Linked DNA regions of Mus musculus: region 2 is linked to region 1. A link is a contact called in public promoter capture Hi-C data. All regions are on one chromosome and are shown on one strand. The core of a region is the stretch at or near the end of the contact, and the rest is flanking DNA. Distances in the headings are between cores, read along the strand shown.

The links. Promoter capture Hi-C pulls out the DNA fragments that hold promoters and counts their contacts.
Region 2: a contact with region 1 is called in a promoter capture Hi-C map of pre-B cells. The contact joins the enhancer-like site here to the promoter of 4930539J05Rik in region 1. A contact is called at or near these places in 3 of 39 promoter capture datasets (cranial neural crest, liver and pre-B cells) and 3 of 115 datasets of contacts at active chromatin or transcription factors (astrocytes, embryonic stem cells and microglia).

What each region holds. Positions count from the first base shown.
Region 1 is chr3:135,435,594-135,442,758 of GRCm38.p6, forward strand. It overlaps 4930539J05Rik (RIKEN cDNA 4930539J05 gene), which reads right to left and starts at 3,072. Exons shown (of 3, transcript NR_030689.1): 1 at 2,828-3,072; 2 at 942-1,009; 3 at 627-813. Ube2d3 (ubiquitin-conjugating enzyme E2D 3) reads left to right here and starts at 3,533. Exons shown (of 7, transcript NM_001356597.1): 1 at 3,533-4,205. The coding sequence starts at 4,182.
Region 2 is chr3:138,014,426-138,021,590 of GRCm38.p6, forward strand. Gm19708 (a long non-coding RNA gene) reads left to right here. Exons shown (of 4, transcript XR_867665.2): 4 at 1,408-1,900. Among named protein-coding and RNA genes, the nearest start is that of Dapp1, 36 kb to the left of the region's middle. Within about 2 kb of position 2,651, at least 10 of the 459 cell types and tissues checked have an H3K27ac peak or open chromatin away from gene starts, as enhancers often do. A contact at or near this core is called in pre-B cells, where this site is marked.

The DNA of each region.
Region 1 (7,165 bases), core at 1,822-4,321:
TCTATGCCCAGTTAAAATTCTGTATCTTATCTTTTCCTAATCACTTTGCATGTCTTCAACTAATGATGTAGGAGATAAACACAGAGTATTAGCCAAACCTACTTTTCATGTGTGTAAGTTTGTATCACCACATTACAATTCTAATAAATACTAGACACACCATTTACCTTATCATCAATTCAAAGTTTGGGTCTTTATTAACCAACTAGACCCTACTGTGTTTTATTTCTTCAGTTAGGGTCTTACACATCTCAAGCAGACCTTGAACTAGATACAAGGTAAGGAGACACTCCAACCCCCAGCCCCACTCAACTTCAAGTGCTGGGATTATGGCTGTGCGGCTCCATTCCTGTTCATAGGTGCTAGGAACTGAACCTTGGGCCTCATGCATGCTAAACAGACACTGTACCAATTGACCTATAGTCCTAGACCTAGTATAGTGTCTATTAAAATTACTCATACCATGTTTGCTTTTCTTTAAAACTGACTACTTCCAATGTCTCACTCTAGAGTATGAATTTCAGTGTATGTGAGGGTGTTTTCACATATGAAACATTATTTTGAGCAGGGTCAACAGCTCTACTGAACTGCCCACATACTTTTAGATATAAGAACTCTGACCACAATTTTTCCCAGTTTGCTGTGCTTTATTGCATAGCAGTAAAGTTTTAGTGTACTTCTTTGTTGAAACTTGTTAGATTAGGGCAACAGGAACTGGTTTCTTTGAAGGTTACTTCATTGTCCTCCCTGTATGTTGAGTTTCTAGTTGGTAGGTTCCAGTTAGGTTCCTCACTAATCTGTGCACCCTGGCTTCTGAAAGTACAAAACAAAGGGGAAAAGAAGCCAAACAAACGAATTCAGCTGTCAATTTAAAACACAAATAGAAAACTTCGTGTTCTATAAGACTCAGTCCAGTAAGTACTCTGAAATTGAATACTTACATTCAAATTCCACTTCTCCCACTTAATAGCTCTGTCCCCTTGGTGTAATAGCAATCTGTGCCCAGTTTCTTCATTTGTAAAAGAAAACAAGTGTCATGCCCGGCACATAATTTTCATAGATATAATCTATTTTATTATATATACATATATTTCAAAATGTTTCATATTTCTCTCTGGCCAGTTAAATAGCTGAGTTGTGACTGATAGCAAGGAGGAGCAGCAGTGTGTGTAGGGGGTAACAAGAACAAAGTGTGACATATACATGACACTGTCACAGGGAAACCCATTATTTGTACGCTATCTTAAAACAGCATTGATATAACCAGTAACAGCCTACAGTGTCCTTTCACATTATGACATTTAAAACACAGCAACTCAGTGACAAAGGGCGGGCATTATTACATCTAACTTGGTGGTGAAGAAACAAAACTATAATATGTGGAACCAGACCACTATCATAAATAGAAAGCCGTAAGCAAGAACTCAGATCTGGGGTTCTCCTCCCACCCCCATGCTTAGCTCTTTGCTTTGTGTCTACTGGTTAGCCAGGAGAGAACAATGGGCTGTTCAGGGAGGAGAAAGTCAGAGGTGTCCCGTAGGGCACGAGGTAAGTACTGAGGGTTTACTAACTCAGAAAATGGTTCTGATGAAGTAATCTCTATCACTTGGCTGCTTGTTGTAAGTATAATCTCGGGCCTACTAAATAAAATCAGCATTTTAAACAAGACTCCAGGTGGTTCCTATGGCGAGTAGCTGAGGCAGCTGCATTCCGTTAACTGCTCCAGTGATATTACCTATGGTATACACCGTCACTCTTCGGCTATACATTGACTTTTATCATTTTACTTGCGGAATATTGCCTGCAACAGGTTCTCAAAATTCAAATTATTTCCACGTAGTCCTGAAGGACCTCCACTTTAAGTAGGGTCGTTTAAGGATGCTAGAAAACCTAAACATATTGATCTTTTTGAATGTCTTTCAAAAGTTAAAGTCTTACTTTTTACCCAAAGAGTACTCTCGATGACAAACGGCCCTCTACATTTTATGCAGGGCAGACTAAAACAGGGCAGTGGCACACTTAACAGATCTCACCCCCAGGATTTAATCCAGACCGATTCCCTAGTATTTTGTCACTTTGGGGCTCAAAAACTGAAACAGCAGAAGGAAAAGACGATTCTAGGATATTCCTCTTGCGGTTCCATACCTAAGGCTCTACCCAATCCGATCACAATAAAGCTGTATTGTTAAGGCTATGCAAACGCAGAACCCTGCAGGCCGCTGCTCTCAGATTGGCCCCTCGGGGTTAACAACGCGCATGTGTCCGCACTTGGCGGTGCGATCAGCACTCAGCCTGGATCTTTTAATTTGCTGTTCCTAATTTGAGGGGAGCTTCTTCGCGCTGCTCAGCCCTCTCTGAGGAGCACGGGAAGAAATCTCCATCACCTGGGCCGGCAGAAGCCGTGAACCGGCTCCACCTTGACTAAGGCATCTAGTCACCCCGCGGCCCCGCCCACAGCACCTCCCCGATTGGACGCCCGGGGGAGGGCCGTGTCGGCGCGCGACGGCCGGCCGGTCGGGGGAATTCCATTTCCTCCCCCGCCCACTAGCATAAGCACTCAGGGGCGGTGCTTCCCTCGCAAGACCCGCCCAGTAAGAGCCCAGGGGGGGGGTTGCCGGCGCATCTCGCGATAACTTGCGGATTTGGGGGCGGGTCCCGAGCCAGGAAGAGAGCACAAAACTGCCCTTAAGTCATTGCAGACCCGGAGCTGCTGCGAGCCTGCCACGAGGTTCTCGCGAGATCCGCCACCTCCATCCCAAGTGAGGAAACGGGGGGCCACTCAGGGAGGGGCGTGGGGCCTCGACCGCGCAGCTGCCGCTTCCATTACCTTCCTCCTAAGGTCTCCTTCCGGTTCTCGATGCTTCTCTGAATTTAAGGGTTTCCGCCACTCGCCTACCCTCCCCCTCAGCCCATGACCCGCCTCCGTCCCCCGCCCTCCCGGCCCGACCTCCGATCGCTTTAGCGAGAAGGTGCTGTTCCGACAGGGAGACGGCAAGCGGGCGGCACGTCCACTCGGCCCGAGCGAGGGAAGCAAACCGCTCCCCCCTGAACCCCTCGGCTCGCCCCGCGCTCGCGACGGCGGCGTTGGCGGACGGATACGCGGCGGTGAATAGGCGGGGGGAGGGGCGGAGCGTGGCAGCTGGCAGTAGTTCCGTCAGAGCGGACATCTTGTGGCTGTGCCGTGCGCGTGAGCCCCGTAGGGCCGGGGAGGCACCAGCTGCCGCGCGGGGAGGAGGCCGAGGCCGCAGCTCGAGGGAGGCCCCGGCCCTCTGTACGCGTGGGTGTGGACAGCTCGGGAAAGGGGAGGGAGACGGGCCGGGGCCGGCGCGGTGCCCGGGGGGCTGTGGGCGGCCCGAGCGGGCAGCCCTCGCGGCTGGGTGGGGTAGGGTGGGGAGAGGCCGGCGGCGGAGCCGGGGCCCGGCCGCAGGGGGAGGGGGCATGGGCGCGTCCTCGCGCCGGAGCTCCGCGGCCGCCGGGCGCGTGGTGGCGAGGTGGCGGGCGAGCGAGCGGGCGGGCGCGCGCACGCAGGAGCGCGCTGCGAGGCGGAGAGTACGGTGGTGTCAGGGGCGACCCAGAACAGCCCTCGCCGTGGGGACGGGAGCGCACCCGGGGCCCATTGCCTTGTGCTGGCTCGCTGTCCCTTGGAGCCGAAACCGAAAGGAGCCCGGCGTCGGTCCGGAGCCGCCCGCTCCCCTCCCCCTTGCCTTTCTCTGCCCGAGTGACGCCGGCCTAGCGCCGACTAGGCCCCGGCTCCTCCTCTGCCCGGCTCTGGACCCTGCCCCGCACCCACCCCTTTCTCCTCCGCCTCTTCCTCTCCCACCCGGGGCTCGTCTTCCTTTCAAGAGGCCGGGAAGTTAAACTTGTAACCACCTCTCGGCGCTTCCCGTCACCCTCTCGCCCTCTCTGGGGCGAAGCGCGGATCTCGGTAGCTGGTGGCTCCGCCACCCCGCCCCGCCCTGCCGGGATCGCGGCGGTTTTCAGGGTTCTGGAGTCAGCAGGGTTTCTCCGAGGCCCTGGCGAGTCGCTGACCTGCTCCGTTTTTGCAAAAAGGCGCCTGTGTCTGGCAGAGCCGGTGTGAGAAGAAGAGACAACCCTTCCCCGCCGCCGGGATAATCAAGAATTTTGGCCGGACCTTTGAGTACACCTCGGGATAGTGAGGAGCCCGGCGAAAAGCACAGACTATGGCGCTGAAACGGATTAATAAGGTGAGCAGTTTGGACTAAATGGTGCGGACAGGGTTGTGGGAAGAAAGGAGGCTTGGGGCCCAGAGGAAAAAAAGCGTGGGTCTGGTGGTGGATACAATTCTGAAAATACCTTTTCTTGGGTTAAGGAAAGGCAGGTGCACTTTGAAATGAGCTGTAAGATAGGGAACTGAATGGTTTGGGTAAGCGAAATGTTAGCTTTTTTCACTAGAATCTGTAAGTATGGGTGAGGGAGCGTGGCTATTAGGCTCCTCGGTTTTTTGCCTAAGAGTCAGGTTTGGGAAGTAGAATTGTGTACAGGCCCTCGGCTAATGTCATGGTGCTGCTTCCTAGTCTTGGTTCTTCAAAACTTATTACAGCTGCTAAGGCTTATTGGCATTCAAAAGAAAGGAATGTAACAGATGAAAAACGTTTTGTTCCAAACTTGACTGAGAGTCTGGGTATGACAAACATACCTCAGTTCGCTAAAATGTGGTGACGAAGTCTGTTCAGAAGCTTAACCAAATCTGGGCAGTTACACAAGAGTAAGTAGGGTTGGGAGGAGGTGGACCGACACTGTTGCCACTTCCTGTGTTGTGTGGTCGCTGCTCTCACCCGAAGCTATTTATCTGAGGCACTGGGAACCCTGTAAAAGCCTTCTGAAAGATCCTGGGGGGAGTGGGGGTTGACAGTGCAGGGAAACTGGATGGGGAGACTGTTTTTGCTTAAAACCCATCTTTAAGGAGGCTTGTTTGAGCAAATCGATATAGTTTGATAAGTTGTCAATTTAAGTTGGCAAGAACTAGAATTTTTTTCAGAAATATTTTGCGAGTGGATCCACCTCTCCGGTGGTTTAGTCTCATTTTCTTGCTCTAACTTCTATCCCGCATTTTAAGATGGCGGCTGCTTTAACTGGCTCGGGTTCTTTCCGGCATCTCCTTTTCTAACTATTTAAGATAATGTTCTCTGTTAGCGTTAAACGTTTTTTTATTCTGTTGTAGGGAGCTCTCACAGCCTCTGCCCCCAAGACTTAACCTAAATTCAAACTCTCAGACTAAGTTTCTGTGCGTGTGTGTGTGTGTGTGTGTGTGTGTGTGTGTGTGTGTTTTGTATTTGGTTCTTTCACAATCGAGAGGGTGGAGTATTTACAGCTAACTTGAAAAAAATGTTGTGCAGAATAAACTCAGTCTTAATAGAAAAGACAAAATGGGAAGGTTCGGTATTAGAAACTTTGGCTTAGTAACACAGTTTTTAAAGAGTTCTGTGGAAAGGAAGGCAAGGACTTAAAATGACTGGTAGGATCTAATACTACTTTATTTGTAGTTATTTAGTATGTATAACTTGATCAGTTTGATTGGAAAAGCTGTTCATGAAGTTAAGTCTAACCTGTATATATTGATGTTGAAATCTTAAATTCTGTCTCTGGGTAATCTTTGTAGTTTTATGCAAAACACTTAACTGTTTGTATTCTTGATGATAATGCAAAGAGAAAGAAAACCTTAGTATTCAAGACTTCAAATAGATAATAGAAGTTAACATTAAAATTATCACTTAGTGTGACAGTTTTGAGGGTCAACCTCACTTTTTAGAGATGCATTGTTGTGCTTTGCAGCATAACTAATATGGAGACTATAACATTCAGTGCTAATCAAAATTCAGATCTATAGCTTCTTATAAGTGTAAAACAGAACATTTTAAAGGGAGGTCTTACTGATTTTTTTCTTTTACAGGTGATACCCAGCTGCTCTGGCACCATTTTAATGACTTAAAAGCTCTAGCAAGGCAGTAATGGTTAAGTGTAAACATTTGTAGTAAAATAACATGAGATAGAATCAGGCTCTAAGCAAGTTTATCCATTTGCCTAATCTATACCAGGAATTTTTCTATATACTGGGATGGCAAGGGAAAACAGATTTTACAAGTTTAAAGAATTATGTATTGATACTTCACAGGTAAATTTTCTTATATTCGAAAACTTGATGTACCAAATGGCTGATTCAACCTGATTTCAAGCATATCGGGTTTTTTTCCTTCAGATATTGTCAGAATCATGAGGCTGCTTAAAAAACAAAAAAAAGCACCCAAATGCTGGCATAATTTTTGAAAGGCTACTTCTCTAAAAATAAGGGGCCAGTTAGACACTGTCATGAGGTTTTTTTTGTATTATCTGTTTAGAATTTATTCTTTGGGTTCCCCCTAAACAAGTATTAAATTAACAAGCCATTTAGTATTTCTTAAAGTGCTTACATATAAAACTGTGAGCTTTAGTGATAAACTGGTGTAAGTTGAAACTTATTATCTTCTATATAGATAGATACGGGTTTTTTTCTTTTGTGTATTTGCTTGACTATTTTTTAGCTGCCCAAATAACCATACATGTATTCTTTTGCTGCATTTGTTATTTGGACCAAATTGTAGTATGGTGCTGTTATTAAATGGGTATTTTAGAAACTGAATTCCAAACCTGTGTTTTTGAAGCATTAAGAAATTTTCTGCTACAAAGCAAAATGACTGTTACATATTTTGAGAACTTTGGAGATCAAGCATGAAACAATCAAACAAAAATTTATGTTAAGTATTTGTAATGTTTCATAACTCTTTAAGTAGTTTTTCTTATGTAAAAACATAGGTACAGTTGACATCTTCACTATAAAGGAAATTGACTGCAAAAAATAAATAAATAAAAAACACCCCGCCCAGGTATTGATGTAACCGAGTTGGGATTAAGACCCAGGCCTTCTATCTAATTCCAAGTTGTTCTGATGACAACTGCACTTTTATACTATTCTTAGGATTTTTGTGATAGTTAAGACCTAGCATAGGTTCTCATGTGTAATAGGCCTCAAGACAGCCATATGAGATATTCCCTGAAGTAACAGACACAAGTTGACTCTTGACTTGTTCAATCACACTATTAGTGATAGATTTCTAATAAGATGATCTCCAGAAAGAAAAACCTGAATTTTGGACCATTAAAATTCCTA
Region 2 (7,165 bases), core at 1,401-3,900, 2.6 Mb after region 1:
GTGGGATATGAGTCATCCCCAGAGCTCTGGCTCCCCCCCCCATAAAGCCTCATGCAGTTTGCATCAAGCTTGGTCTCTCGTGATTTCTTGAGTGTCCGCTATTGTCCCAAGGCCTGAGCGAGGGGCTCCTCTTGAAGTCTTTCAGTGGTGAGTGAATTTGGTCTGGGAAAGGTGGTTTTCTAGTTTCCTAGTCTAGATAATTTCCCCCTACTATTTCTCAGAGATTCTGGAGTGTCCTGGAGAGAACAGGCAAGGGAATAAGCAGGAGGCATAGTCCTCACCTCACTTCTGGTCAGAGCAGTGCTCCACAGTTGTACTTATGGGTTAAGATTGTTTGGTAAGTTTCAACTGAATCACTCATGATGAAATTGCTGCTCTGCAGTGTCTCCTTGAGAACCATGTGTTTCCAAGTGGCACCAACCACCCTTGTTCTTTTGACCTCCCACTGCTTCCTCTGCCCGTTATCACACCCTGATAACATGATGTGAGTCTCCTACACAAGATCCTCCCTGTTGTAGCCCCTCCTATCTGGCTTCCTTATTGCTCTCTCTGTTTAGATATTCCTGGAATCAACGTGTCCAGGTCATAGCTCAGCACATTCCCTCCAAAGCCTGACCTATCTTTCTTTTTCCATCTGAGCCAATGACTCCAGTTCCCACTGGTTAAACAAACCCCAGCAGAGGGCTAGCTCCTCATTTCTTCTTCACTGAGATAGTTACCAGGTCTAACAGATCACATCTAGTGATTTCACGTTCTCTTCTATTCTCTCCTATGCTTAGTCCCATACCCTAAACTCAGGCCTCCATTGTTATGAATCTAGGCTATTCTTAGGAGAAAAGCAGAGACAGAAAGTGGGGGTTACACTGTCCTCTCAACTTAGGAGGAAAATATCTACAAATCAGAGCTAGACACTCAGACCATCACCTCAGTCACTCAACTGTGGTCCTTCATTCTCCATCCAAGACAGATGAAGAGCAGGTATCTTACCCTTGGAATCAATACCAAATTGTCCACAGTTAACTCCACTGTGTAGAGCGATAGAAGACAGCTATGTCTACGGACTAACATGGCTGGATCTAATAATGTTGCATGGTTAAGTGAAAGTTTTTCTGGCCTCACCTGTAGGCATCCTCTGGCAGGTATGTCCAATCTGTGGCCCATTGGCTGCATGGGGCTGTGCGCAGCCTAGGACAAAATCATAAACTCACACACTTATTTTAAAAACTATGACATTTTTGGTAACTTGATTGCATGGTTTTCAAGTGTAAATGACAGTGCTATTTGCTATGCCAAAAGGATCCTGCAGTAAATGATAGTTTATATGTCAGGAGAAACTGTTTGGTTGGAATTCAGATCCCTAAACTCTTTCCTGGCCTGATGATTTTATGCTCGTATTTCTTATTTTAGAGTTGCCGATGCTTCCTCCAAGTCTCCTCAAGATTGCTCTCCATGTTGCTACAGTACCCTCTGCCACGGGCCATCCCAGAGCACTCCCACGACAAGTGACCATTGTGTATTGGAACCGTCACTTGCTTTGCTTCTGCTGGACGCAAGCACTTACTTTGTTGAACTAAACTCAATGGATTGAAACTATGAAGCTTATCAATACTAAGTATTAAGTAGGTTTGGGTTCCAGAGACCAAGCTCAGGTTTTCAGGGCTGTGAGGCAAATGCTTTGACCCACCGGGCTATCTTGCTGGTCCAAATAGATGCATTTTGCTACAGATCAGCTGAGTTTTTACCCTTAACTTTCAAGATACACTATTTTTCAAGATAGGTACACTTAAACACTTTGAATTTATATTTTTTAAAGACTCATTTATTTTAATACGCATGGAGCTAGGCCTGCATATATGTCTGTATGTGGACATCACATCCCCTGGAACGGGAGTTACAGACAGTTGTGAGCTGCCATGTAGGTGCTGGGAATTGAACCCAGGCCCTCTGGAAGAGCAGCCAGTGCTCTTAACTGCTGAGTCATCTCTCCAGCCCCTTGAATTCATATTTTTAAATTGTTCTCTAGGAAGATTGAATGTGACATCGAGGTAGGTGTCTTTCTACAAATTTAGCGAAGCATGTCCTTCACCTCTGTCAGCAGTGGAATGATTCCCTGAAAGGTCCAGTCCTGTGAACTAGAGAAGCTATGTCTGGACCAAGCAGCCTGACATTTGCTTTTCTAGGCAGTGAAATCTGAGAGAAGCAGGGAAGGAGATTCTCGGTTTACCTCCAACTTTACGCCTGATGGCTGCCGGTCGTGATTTCCATACCCACAACCCCTGGCTTTTTTGGAAAGCATTTTGTTTGATTCTAATTTGGAAGATCTTTTTTAATTGGCTGACACCCTACACCATTACTTTATATCCCTAGCTGAAAAATGACATTAAAAAAAAATCCATTTCCCTGAAAACCCCTCCGGTCTTGAGATTAGTTCTCACCCCCGTGTGGATCATCACGGCTGCAGCTTCCTAAGGGATTACTCACATGAGCAAGAACAGTCACTCTGCATGGAAAGATTGAGAGCCGCTAGTCCGCGGAACCTAATTTAGAAATAACCTGCAAGCACTAGTTAGCGACTAATGAAGGTTAACTGAGCCCTCCCTGGAGACCGTTCTCTCGGTCTATCTATAACTGCCAAGACTCTCTTTTACATTTGTTACACCCAGGGGACCAGAAAGGAGAATAAAGACCGAAGGGGGAGAGCAGTCAGCTGCTCGCTTGCTGCATTCGCCTGCCCTACTTAGAAAGACAGCAACACATACATTGTCTGACCAGCTCTCTAGATTAGAGCCCCATCCCAATGGTGATTATTATCCACAATTTATTTAGTTGTTTCATGTCAAAGTGATGCAAGAGCATATTGAGCTGTAGATATTTTAAGTAAATTCCTATGGTAAATTTTTTTGTGGCACATTCCAAAAATCTGTGTGAATTTGTGATACATGTGTGTACGTGTGTGCACATGTACACAATCATATGTATGGACAGCGGTAACAAACACTAACTAAGAGTGTATGGAAGTTGGAGGGTAACTCTGGGTATAGAGCTACTTTCTACTTGTTTGAAACATGGTCTTCTGTTGCTGACCACTGTGTTTGCCAGGCTAGCTAGCTTTCAAACTTCTCTCTTCTGTCTTAACCTCTCATCTTATCCCCCGACTACTAAGATTACAGATGCACACTGCTACTGCACTCAATTTTACATAGATTCTGAGTATTCAAACTCAGACCTCCATTGTTGAATGGCAAGCACTTAGCCATGGACATATCGCCCCAGCTCCAATACTAACACTGTTAACACATTTGTGTCTCTGACAGACTAAGCTCGTTTACATTAGAAAAGTTCATATCTCTCATAAGAGCATAATAATTAGGATAAAAGAAAAAACACAACTGAAGTACAAGGCAGAGAGTCATTGTTGAGACTGGAGACTTATATAACCCATGGATTAACTAATTTTAGGGGAATATCAGACAACTCCCAGAAGGAGAGTTTGCTATAGGGAGAGGTGCTCTCAGTATGTAAGTAGCTGCTGAGACAAAGGGTAAGGCATGTGATGAGACAGTGCTTGAAGATGTCTGCCTATGGAAGGTAGGGTGATGGAGGTGAGATGCTGTGGTGGTTTGAAAGAGAACAGCCCTCATAGGCTCACATATCTGAATACTTGCTCCTTAGTTGGTAGAACTGTTTGGGAAGGATTAGGAGGCGTGGCTTTGTTGGAAGAGGTGTGTCACTGGGGGTGGGCTTTGAGATGTCAAAAGCTCTGCCTTCTAGTTAGCTCGCTCTTTGTCTCAGACTTGTGGATCAAGATGTAAACTCTCTGTTACTGCTCCAGTGCCATACCTGCCCACCTGCTGCCAGGCTCCCTGCCATGATGCCATGGACTCGAAATCCCCTGGAACTGTGAGTTCCAAATTAAATGCCTTCAAATTATTTTTTCTTTTATAAATTGCCTCTGTCTTGGTGTCTTATCACTATAATAAAAACGGTAACTAAGACAGAAGCTGGCACCAGAGGGTAGGCTATTTCTGTGACAGGCTTGGTCATGTTTTTTTGAGGAATGTGGAAGACTTTGGAAGTTTGGACTAGGAAACTAGTTGGCTACTGTGAGCAGGTTTTGACGGGCCATCCTAGTAGGAGCTGAGAGCAATGCTGACTATGCAAACCCAACTCAAGAGGCTTCCCAGAGAAGCACTATTAGCAACTGAGCTACAGACTTTTTTTTTTAATTACTTTGTTAGCAGAGGAGATTTTAAGATAGCCTAGTACTGGCTCTGTCGTGTGGTTACTAGGAATCACTCATATACGGGTCTACAGTGAAAATGAGCAAGCATAGAAAAAAGAAATATGGAATATACAGTTTGGGACGAAAAGAAAAAAAAGCATCAAAAAATGTAACCTTGAAGCCAAGGCTAGTGCTGAAAGAGATAAGGAAAAGTCTGGTGGAAAGCAGAAGAGAGGAGGCACAGCTCCCTTCCGCGCTGGATTGATCTTCTGGAAACGTTCACAGTTACGGTGAGTTCCTGAGCACAATGGCCATGCCATGTCCAGAAGCTAGGATGTCGCAGCACCCTTCCTCATCCTTTGGCTTTTATAACCTTTCTGTCCTGTCTTCCACGATATTCTCTGAATATTAGATGGGTGGGGTGGGTGGATATTTGTATTCCATTTAGGGCTCAAAAGTCATTTATTCTCAGTACTTTGGCCAGATATGGGTCTGCATTAAATGTTGCTCACTGCAATAAAGAAAAATCTTTGACCAAGGTTGAAAGTTTCGAGAATCTATGATAATAACATAAATATTTGAAAGGGAGTTTGGCAATATGAGAAAAACAACAATTCCTTTCTAGGGCCTATGGTCCCTTCATACTCCTTTTTCATCAGATTTATAGTATAGTTATGAATTCCCTTCTATGGAGTGGCCTCAAATTTGACCAGAAAGCAGTTGGTTGCTGCCATCACAGTCACGCCACTATTACACCACCAGGTTCATCTTGCCTGACACTAACAGAGTCAGTGTCTTCTGATGGTTTTCCTTTGTCTTCAAGATGACAGGAAGATGAAAAGGGCACAAATGTTGTGTCTTTACAAGACAGAGGACAGACAGCTCTCTAAAGCCATTGTTAATGCCAGTCATAAAGGCAGAACCCTCACAGAGAATCACTGCCCAGAGGTCTCATCTCTTATTACCCTTCTATGGAGGAATAAATTTCACTGTGAGTTTTGAAGGGACACAAATGTCAGATCATAACAAATGGTAAAAATAAGCTTGCTGATAAAGTATTAGGGAGTTTTAGTGGCGTATACTTTACTATGTGTATGCATCTAAAGAAAAGTACCTAAATGTTATAGTATGAAAAGTCTCCTGAGTGAGAATACTTTCATGAAGCCAAATGTTTACAATAAGAAACAGATCAGGAGTGCAGGGATCTCTTTTAACCCTTCCTTCTGTCCCCATCTGAGAGCCAGTCTTAACTGTGACCCTGGTGGTATTTAGAATCTCCCAGGAGACTACCTGAGGGCCTGCCTGGGAGGCATTTCCAGAGGGAGATAGGAAGAGGCCTGGTGGGCACCAGAATCCACGTGTTTCCGATTCCTGACTGCAAACACAATGCTACCCTTGACTACACAGCTTGTCTTGTAACTTCCCCACCCTGATGAGCTGTACCTGTGAGCCACAATCCACCCTTCCTTACCTAGGTTTCTTTTATATGGTATTTGTTAGAGAAATGAGTAAGCTCATATACCATCCATTTCCCAAAGTCAACCAATATTTACTCTTCTCAGATCTTAGAAGTTAGCTAATTTTTCGTTTTGTGGAAATGGGATTATAAGATAATTCCTTCCTGTATGGCTTCTTTACTTAGTATATTTACTGTTGTTTCTGTATAAGAGTCTATTGCATACAGTCTACAATTTACCTATTCTACTATTGATGGACATTTTGGCAATCTTCCAGATTTTGGGACATGCATACATATTTGTTTGTAACGGTACAGCTGAATCAAATGATGTTCATGAGATATAGAGGCTTAGCTATAACAGAATACTAAATGCCCCCTTGAGTACTTGTACCAGAAGTTCCTGAAATACTTCTACCTGTTTTTTTCTACAATCTTGTCGGCACTTGGTATTGCCTGTCACATTTTAGTCATTATAAATGTATTAATAGAATCATGATTCAAATTGATAGCTTCCTGAAGAAATTCTATTTCTTTCCATATGTTTATTAACCATTTACATACTGGCAGGAAGTGCCTATATTATTATTATTATTAAAACTTAATTTTCTTAAATTAAAAAAATTGGCATTGCTTTAAAGTTCCACTATGGAATTGAAAGGAAGTCACTTAAATAACTTGTTCCAATTAAAGTCATTTAATTTTGGTTATCTTTCCCACTTAATACAGATGTCGGAAGGCCATTGGGTACAGTCAGGTTGGTTTTAAAGCAAAGCTGTGTACTAAGCATGATCTTTGATGATGATTTTTTAGCTTCGCCTGATGTTTTTTGTCCACTCCCTTCTCTGTGTTATCCAGGAGCGCCCTCTTTTTCTGCGTCCTGGGCATTGGAAGATAGAACAGAAACAAGTAACTGGACAGCATCGTTTTTAGGATTTTCTGTGTACTTCCGTTATACGACCACATTTGTGAATCTTTAATGAGCGAAGGTGGACATAGAGCTGAATTCAAAATAGGTCAGAAAGAGAGTTAAGTAGGCTGGGAAGATATCCCAGCTATCAGATAAGAGTACTTGCTGCTCTTACAGAAGACCCAAGTTTGTTTCCAAGAACCTATATTAGGTGGATCAAATGCCCTATTCTGGTCTCCACAGACACCAGCATGCACCAGCATACACAGATTCACACACAAACACATAAAACACATAAATAAAAAATAAAAATTAGCTAAGAGAGAGACAGAGACAGAGATTAACTGAATTGAGAATGAATTGAGTATGGATTTGAAACCAGAAAAAACTCAGCTCAGTATTGAAAACAAATACAGTGGGGAGAACTTAGAGTGCTGTGTGGAGGAGTCAGAGTCACCGGTGTGTGAGTTCAGTAGGAGGCTCCCAATGCAGGAATCTGAGAATGTTTTCTTTTTAAAAAAGCTTTACTTTTTACTTTTTGAAAGGAAACTACATTTTTTCTAAGTCAAAATGGAAT